2 separate regions of the Ovis aries genome follow, and region 1 is linked to region 2. The links are chromatin contacts, called in public Hi-C maps. All regions are on one chromosome and are shown on one strand. Each heading gives the region's core, a stretch centred on a gene start, on an enhancer-like site or on the middle of the called end of the contact. The rest is flanking DNA. Distances are from core to core; before and after follow the strand shown. Region 1 holds the start of ZFP36L1 (ZFP36 ring finger protein like 1). Region 2 has its middle 120 kb from the start of ZFP36L1.

Region 1 (3,407 bases), core at 401-2,900, 120 kb before region 2:
CGCCCGCCCGGACCTTTTCAAAGAAACGTGCTCATAATGGGGTGACCTAATTACATCGCAATGGAACCCGCTCTTAGCCACTCAGCGCACGGGGTTTCATAACAGACCCGGCGGCCTCGAGTGCTGGGAAGAAACGTGCGAGGGCTGAGGAGGCGGCCGGGCACGCGGGGAAATAGGAAAGAAACGCAGCCCCGCGGTTTCCACCTCGGTCTGTGGGGGACGCATTCGCAACTTTTTATTTGGGTGGGTGGAGGGGTGTCCGAACAAACAGTAAATAAATATATACTTTCCAATTTTCAGAAGAGTAATTGCCAACTCGAGGCCTTTCGGTTTCGAGGATCCCATGCCCCCTCCCCCCATCCCGCCAAAACAGCGCAGTGTGACAAGCCATATGTTCCATTCCCGTGAGGGCGGGGGAGAAGCAACAGTAAGTGTCGCCTCCCCCCATCTTTGTATCTTCATTCTTACCAAAGTAACTTTTTTTTTTTTTTTTTTGGTTCCAGCGTCTGTGGTGTGTATACGTGTTGCTTAGGGAGTTTCGGGCGCAGCCTGTGGTTCAGAGCGCGGGGCAAGTTGTGCGTTGCTGGGTGATTTTTTTTCGGGGGTGGGCAGAAGGGCGTTCGTGAGGATTCAGGTTTGTTTTAGAAAACTATTTAAAGATTACTGCGTGCAATAAATACCACTCCCAGGCCTGTGAAAACAAACAGCCCGGGCGGGGGTCTTTTTCGTGGAGCATCCCCACCACCCCGCCCCCCCGGCCCCCCGCCCCCCCGCCCCGGCCCAGACTTGGAGGGTGTCCGCTGCACAGCGAACGCCAGTGTAGACGCGAGCGGCGCGCGAAATCGCTTGGTGCTCGCCGTCGCCAGGCCCGGTCCTCCAGGGTGTGTGTGTGTGTGTGTTTTGGGGGGGAACCTCCTTAATCCTTGTCCCTCACCCCACCCCTGAATAAACAAAACCCTAGACGTGAACGCTCTGTGCTCCCCGTATTTCCAGTTTCCTCTCCCCGTGGGATTTGCGGAGGGGAACCAAGGGCTGAAAAGATCCCGGGGAAAGAGCGAAGTTGTGCGGGAACTTAGAGAAGTTTCAAGGGAGATCGGCACAAGATGGAAACCGGGCGCTTAGGACGGGCTTCTGCTCCCGCTAGCAAAAAGAGAAAGTCGAGCCCGCCTTCCAGCCCTACCAAAAAAAAGAAAAGAAAAATAACAACACAACAACAAGAACCCCGAAGAGTGTGGAATGAGTGATGTCACAGAGCAGCGCTCGCAGGCTGACAAAAGGGGGGCGCCCCTTCCCCACCCCCCGCGCCGCGCGCGGCCCCAGAAAGGGGCGCCGGCAGCCCGAGGTAGACAGGCGAGCGGACTCGAAAGTTTTCCTCTTTAAGAAAAAAAAAAAGTTGTGCGCGGCTCGCAGTGGGTTTTTTTTTTCCCCCCTCTTCGCCTTCTTTCCTCGTCTCCCCTCCCCCCTCTTCCTTTTGAAAGTTTCTTTTTTTTTTTTTTTCCCCCGAGTTTGACCGCATGGCTGATTCAACTTCAGTGTCAATCAACTTTTTTTTCTTCTCTTCCTCATTTAAATAAGTTTAAAGCTCCTCCTCCCCCTCCGGCCCACCAAATCTGAAACTTATATAAATTGGGCTTCGCGCGCCGCAGCTCGGGAGAGTCGGAAAGGCGAGGGGCGCCGGGAGCAGGCGTGTGGGACTCCTGACCGGAGAGCCGGAGGCTGCGCCTTCCCCGCACCGGGACCTTCGCGACACACCAGACCCTCGTCCCTGCCCCGCGCGAGCGCCCAAGATGACCACCACCCTCGTGTCTGCCACCATCTTCGACTTGAGCGAAGTTTTATGCAAGGTAAAGTGGGGCGCACCGCTTGCTTTTCAAAGTCTTTTTTCTTTTGTCCTCAAAAAGAATCTCCAAAAGTTTAGGTCTGGACGGGCAGGGGTGGGGGAGAGAAAGAGGCGAGATGGTGGTTTTTTCCGCCTCATTTTTCTCCCCAGTTTGAAGGAATTTGGCTTTCTCCTCCCCACCCTTTGCGTTTCGACTGTTCTGGCGGGGATTACCTGGGAATCCAGAGACCAGAGTTTTAGGGGCGCAGTGTGCGTGGGGGCTTCCCTGGGCAATGTTTGGGATTGGGGCAATTTTTCGGTAATTCTTTTCGTCCGTGACGTGCCACTCTTGAGCCCGGCTTCGCTTGTCCGCTGCGTTTCGGGTGTCGCCGCTCCCGGGAGGGAGTTCGAGTCTCTCCAGCCACTTTGCCGGACTGCAGGTCGGGAGGTGCGGGTCCCTCGGGAAGGAGAATCTCGGGATGATGTTTTGCTGGGTGATTTCCCCCTCTGTTCTGGAGAGGCTGGGGATCTGCGAGAAAAAGGCCAAGAGTTGTGATTCAAAGCATGTTGTCAAACGAGTTTGCATTGGGACTTCAGTTCGCCCCAGCTCGACAGGCTTCCTCTTGTGATAGCCGATCGTGCTGCAGACTTTGGGGGTGAAAGTGGCGCTCGGGTTCACCCGCTTCCCTCTTTTCTGAGAAAATGAGATTCGTGGATATGGACGGGATTGGGGGGGGGCGGTGGGGGAGACACGACGACAAAATGCCCGTCTGAGCTCTAGGGTCTTGGCGAGGAAGGATTTAATGAGGGCCTCCTTAAGTCGTATGGCTTGCCAGCCGGTGTGGAAAAAGGCGAGTTTTAAATCCGAAATATTTATTCCAGAAGTGCAGTTTAAGGGTATATAACAGAAGCCTGTGGATGTTAGATTTTTTTTTTTCGCCCCCTCTCCCCGGTTTGAAAGAGAGAAGCTGCTTGGCTGCTTTTAATTGCTAAAGTGTTTTGCCTTCTTTTAAACACGTCGAGTCATGTTGCTGTCTTTTCCTAGCTTGCTTCTCCAGTCGGTGCAGCTGCCAGGGCCCCAGGGCTGCAGAGTTGGGGTGCAGGGACACCCTGGAGCTGAAGAGCAACATCAAAAAGTTTGAATTTCAGTTTCCTTCCCTCCCTGTGCTTTTCCAAACTTCAGTTGCCCTGGCGGCTGCCTGAGCTAGCCGGCACTTCTTCCTTCTTTTCGCGGCTCTCTAGCTCTTTGATCTATTTCTCTTTCTCTTGCTCCCTCCCCCCTCAGGACTTTTTAAATGAACCTCATTGTTGGGAACTGGCTCTCCACTTGGTTCCTGTAATCCGCTCCAGGGGGTGGTTGCTGTTACAGATTCCCGATCCCCCGCAGCTGATCCTAAGGGGCCAACTTTAGAATTTGCACAATGACACCCACATGGGCCTGGAAGCCAACTCCCAGGTCCCCTGCTCACACCCTTTCCAAATCTTGAGTACAGGTTGGGCAGGTGAATTGAGTCCCATTGGAACAGAGACCTGCCTGTGGTGCCTCTGCCCCCCGCCCCACCTCCCCCACGTCCATTATTGACTGGGA
Region 2 (3,120 bases), core at 233-2,732:
TTTCGCTGAGGCCATCAGAAAAGCTTCTGTAGCTTGCTTGGCCACTGGCTGGGCCCATGGCACGCTCGTGAAACTGGTGTGGGTCACCACAAGTTCTCTGTGGGACACTTAGCTCACCCCTTTAGTCTATCAAAGGCCTGCTTCAATGTCCCTGTCCTTTTCCTGTTCATTTTCCGTCTCCCACCTGGGGCTGTCCTCTTCCTCCCCTCTCGTATCGTCCTTCTTCTTTCTAAGCTCTCAGCACTGCATAACCGCCTGGACTCGGAGACCTGGAACATCTCACAGACCCAGCTCTTTTCAAGCCGGCTCCATCGTTGTGGAGAACCTAAAGGCTTTTTCTTTTAAAGATAAGTTGGGGAGAGGGTTAGAGGAGTGCTGAGAAGTTACGCCTGTTTCTTCTTTCTTTTCCTTTCCCCCTCTGGGGCTGAGAGACCAGATTTTTTTTTCTTTTTTTTTTTACAGTACATTTTGGCAGGCCCCATTTTTTTTTCTGACAGAAAAAAAATAACAGGCATATTTTGGGCGATTACTCAACTGGGGTCCTTTGTGACAGGATATGCAGCTGCGTGACTAATGGAGCTGGCTTTCTCCTGGTTTCCTTCCCCTTTCAGAGCTCTTGTTTACTACCCTATACAGGAAAAAAAAAGCCATAAGTTACAGATTTTTATAAAAAAAAAAAAATGCCTTGTGAGATACTCAAAGGCAATAAATCCTCTGGATAGTCCATTTCCAGGGCTGCAAACTCCCCACCCTCTCCCACTTTTTCTTTTCAAATGTTCAAGCTCTTGACTCACGACATGTGAATCTTCTCCCACCCCCACATCCCCGCTTTCTTCTGAACATATGTCCAGCAGATCGGCTGTGTGAATGTGTATGTGTGAGTGAGTGTGAGTGTGTGTGTGTGTGTGTGTGTGCAAGATGGAAACCATATTTTTACTGCTTAACTCAGCAATTGCTAAAGGAAAAAATAATGACTTCCAGGGGCTCAGGACATTTTTTTCCCAAGGCCTTTGTGTTTCCATAATCTATGACAATTTTGTGGTGTAAGCAAAAGTTATTAGGAAACATGGAACGAGCTTAATGGGGAAGGGTATGTTCTTCATGGGGAGGGACAGTCTCTTTGTAGAGGAAATCCAGATTTGGCTGGCTTTGGATTTCAGAATTCTTGGACTTCCCGTTGAAGTTTTGGAAGAAACTCTCTAACTTATAGTGTTTGACAACTGGAACTAGCCATTCAGTTCAATTGGCTTTTTATTTTGAAATGTGTCTGGCCTACGGAGGGAAAAGCTGACTAGCATGTTGGGTTTGGTAGAGACAGCTTGGTGTAGATGAGGTGCTAGAATTGTTGCGATCAAGACTAAGTGTGATCTGGGGCAAGTCACTTAATGTAAGTCTCAGTGGCTTCTGTGTTAAAGTTAGGAATAGAGTCCCCTCTCCTCCAGGTTGCTGGTGAAAAGAGTAAGATGGCAGAATTCCAAGGCATGGGGAGAACTGGACAGAAGTACACAGTGATCACTCCTAATTCTTCTCCTTCCAAAGGGCTGAGTCAGGCTCTCAATAAAGGGAAGATTCTCATTCTCTGAGAATTACAGTGCCAGGTGAGGAACAGTAGAGAGGTTATTTACAGAGGGGCCCAGGTCACAGGTGGGGCTCCCCAGGTGGCTCAGTGGGAAAAGAATCTACTTGCCAATGCAGGAGATGTAGGAGAAGGGGGTTTGATCCCCTGGTTGGGAAGATCTCTTGGAGTAGGAAATGGCAACATGCTCCAATATTCTTGCCTGGGAAATTCCATGGACAGAGGAGCCTGACAGGGGGTCACGTGGGGTCACAAAGAGTCAGACCCCATGAGTGACTGAGCCTGCACACATCAGGTCACAGGTATTCCAGAGGTATTTCCAGGATGGTATTGCTTTCAAGTTTGCCCACTCCATGGTCATCTTCCACGCAGTTAGAATTATTAATATAACTTTGATCACATTCCATTTCTACTCAGGAAACTATCTCAAATCCAAACAAAAGGCACTACTAGCCCCGTCTTGGCTGCTTTTTCTTTGGTAGTTAACTCACCCTTTGCACAGACTCTGTCCTGGTGAAGTGAATATGGACCCAGGTTCCTATAACCCCTGGTCCAATATTTTCTCCAGACGTTGTCTGAAGGCTCACTTCCTCCTTTACTTTCTACTGCTTTTCGTGTTCCTCTCTGTTAGACCTTGCTCACTTGTCATTTCTTAAAAGATTTTATCTAAAACTTGGCTCCTTCTAAATTCTCCATAGATTAAGAACCCCTCGAGTAGATGCTCCACACCCTTTGGAAACGTTTTTCACTTCCCAGGGCTCAAGTCTAACAACCTCAGCTAAGGCAGTTGACTTGATTTCACCAGAGGATAAACTGAGGCACCAGCCAGGGCACTAACTGGCCAGGGATGTCACAGCAAATTCTTGAGACAAGAATAGAAACTCCACATCCTGATTTCAGTTTGCCTGGAGTTTAAAGAGGCACCTTAGCTTGGATATCCCAGAATAGTTTCTCCCAGGCTGACCAGCTGTGAAGTGATGTGTTGCAAGGGTTATTTTTTGCCTTGGCTTAACTCTTAAAAAAACACCCCAGACTCCTAAAACCAACCTAAGAAAATCCATTTCTCACAATGTCATCCGCTTGCCAAGTTTAAACCTGGTATATTACATCATGAACGACTTTGGGCCTCATTCTCAGCTTACAGTGATGCTCAGGTATCTGAAGTAAGTTCAGAAATCACAGTTTATTGAAGGAAACAGATTATTAAGTCACTTCATTGGACTGAAGCGGTGGGCATTGCTTGTTTGGAGAAGCTGAGCGCTGAGTGATGTTCTCTTAATTCCTGTGGACCTGGGCTAGCTGGAGCTATTTAATGAAGGGTGTGGCCATCAGATGTCATGAAGCCCATAGAGGCTAACAGGAAGGAGGGAAGGGACAATGATGTACTGGAGCTGGCTTACAGTGACTGATTGTTAAATTTTCAGGAGTTTCGTGAGCTGCTTGTTCAACACAGCCATTACAGTAAATGAAATTTCATAAGCTTAAATTAATATTAAAAACAAAGGTAATCAATACTAAAGACAGATCACATCCTAATTATTTTG

The links. A called contact is a pair of places that touch in the nucleus more often than the background predicts.
Region 1: a Hi-C map of tail adipose tissue shows a contact between it and region 2, with 2.8 times the contacts expected there. The contact joins the promoter of ZFP36L1 here to the enhancer-like site in region 2. A contact is called at or near these places in 2 of 16 Hi-C or Micro-C datasets (blood and tail adipose tissue).

The regions. Positions count from the first base shown.
Region 1 is chr7:78,701,406-78,704,812 of ARS-UI_Ramb_v3.0, reverse strand. ZFP36L1 (ZFP36 ring finger protein like 1) reads left to right here and starts at 1,650. Exons shown (of 2, transcript XM_015097137.4): 1 at 1,650-1,844. The coding sequence starts at 1,788.
Region 2 is chr7:78,579,428-78,582,547 of ARS-UI_Ramb_v3.0, reverse strand. No RefSeq gene overlaps it. Among named protein-coding and RNA genes, the nearest start is that of ZFP36L1, 120 kb to the left of the region's middle. Within about 2 kb of position 1,482, at least 17 of the 54 cell types and tissues checked have an H3K27ac peak or open chromatin away from gene starts, as enhancers often do. A contact at or near this core is called in tail adipose tissue, where this site is marked.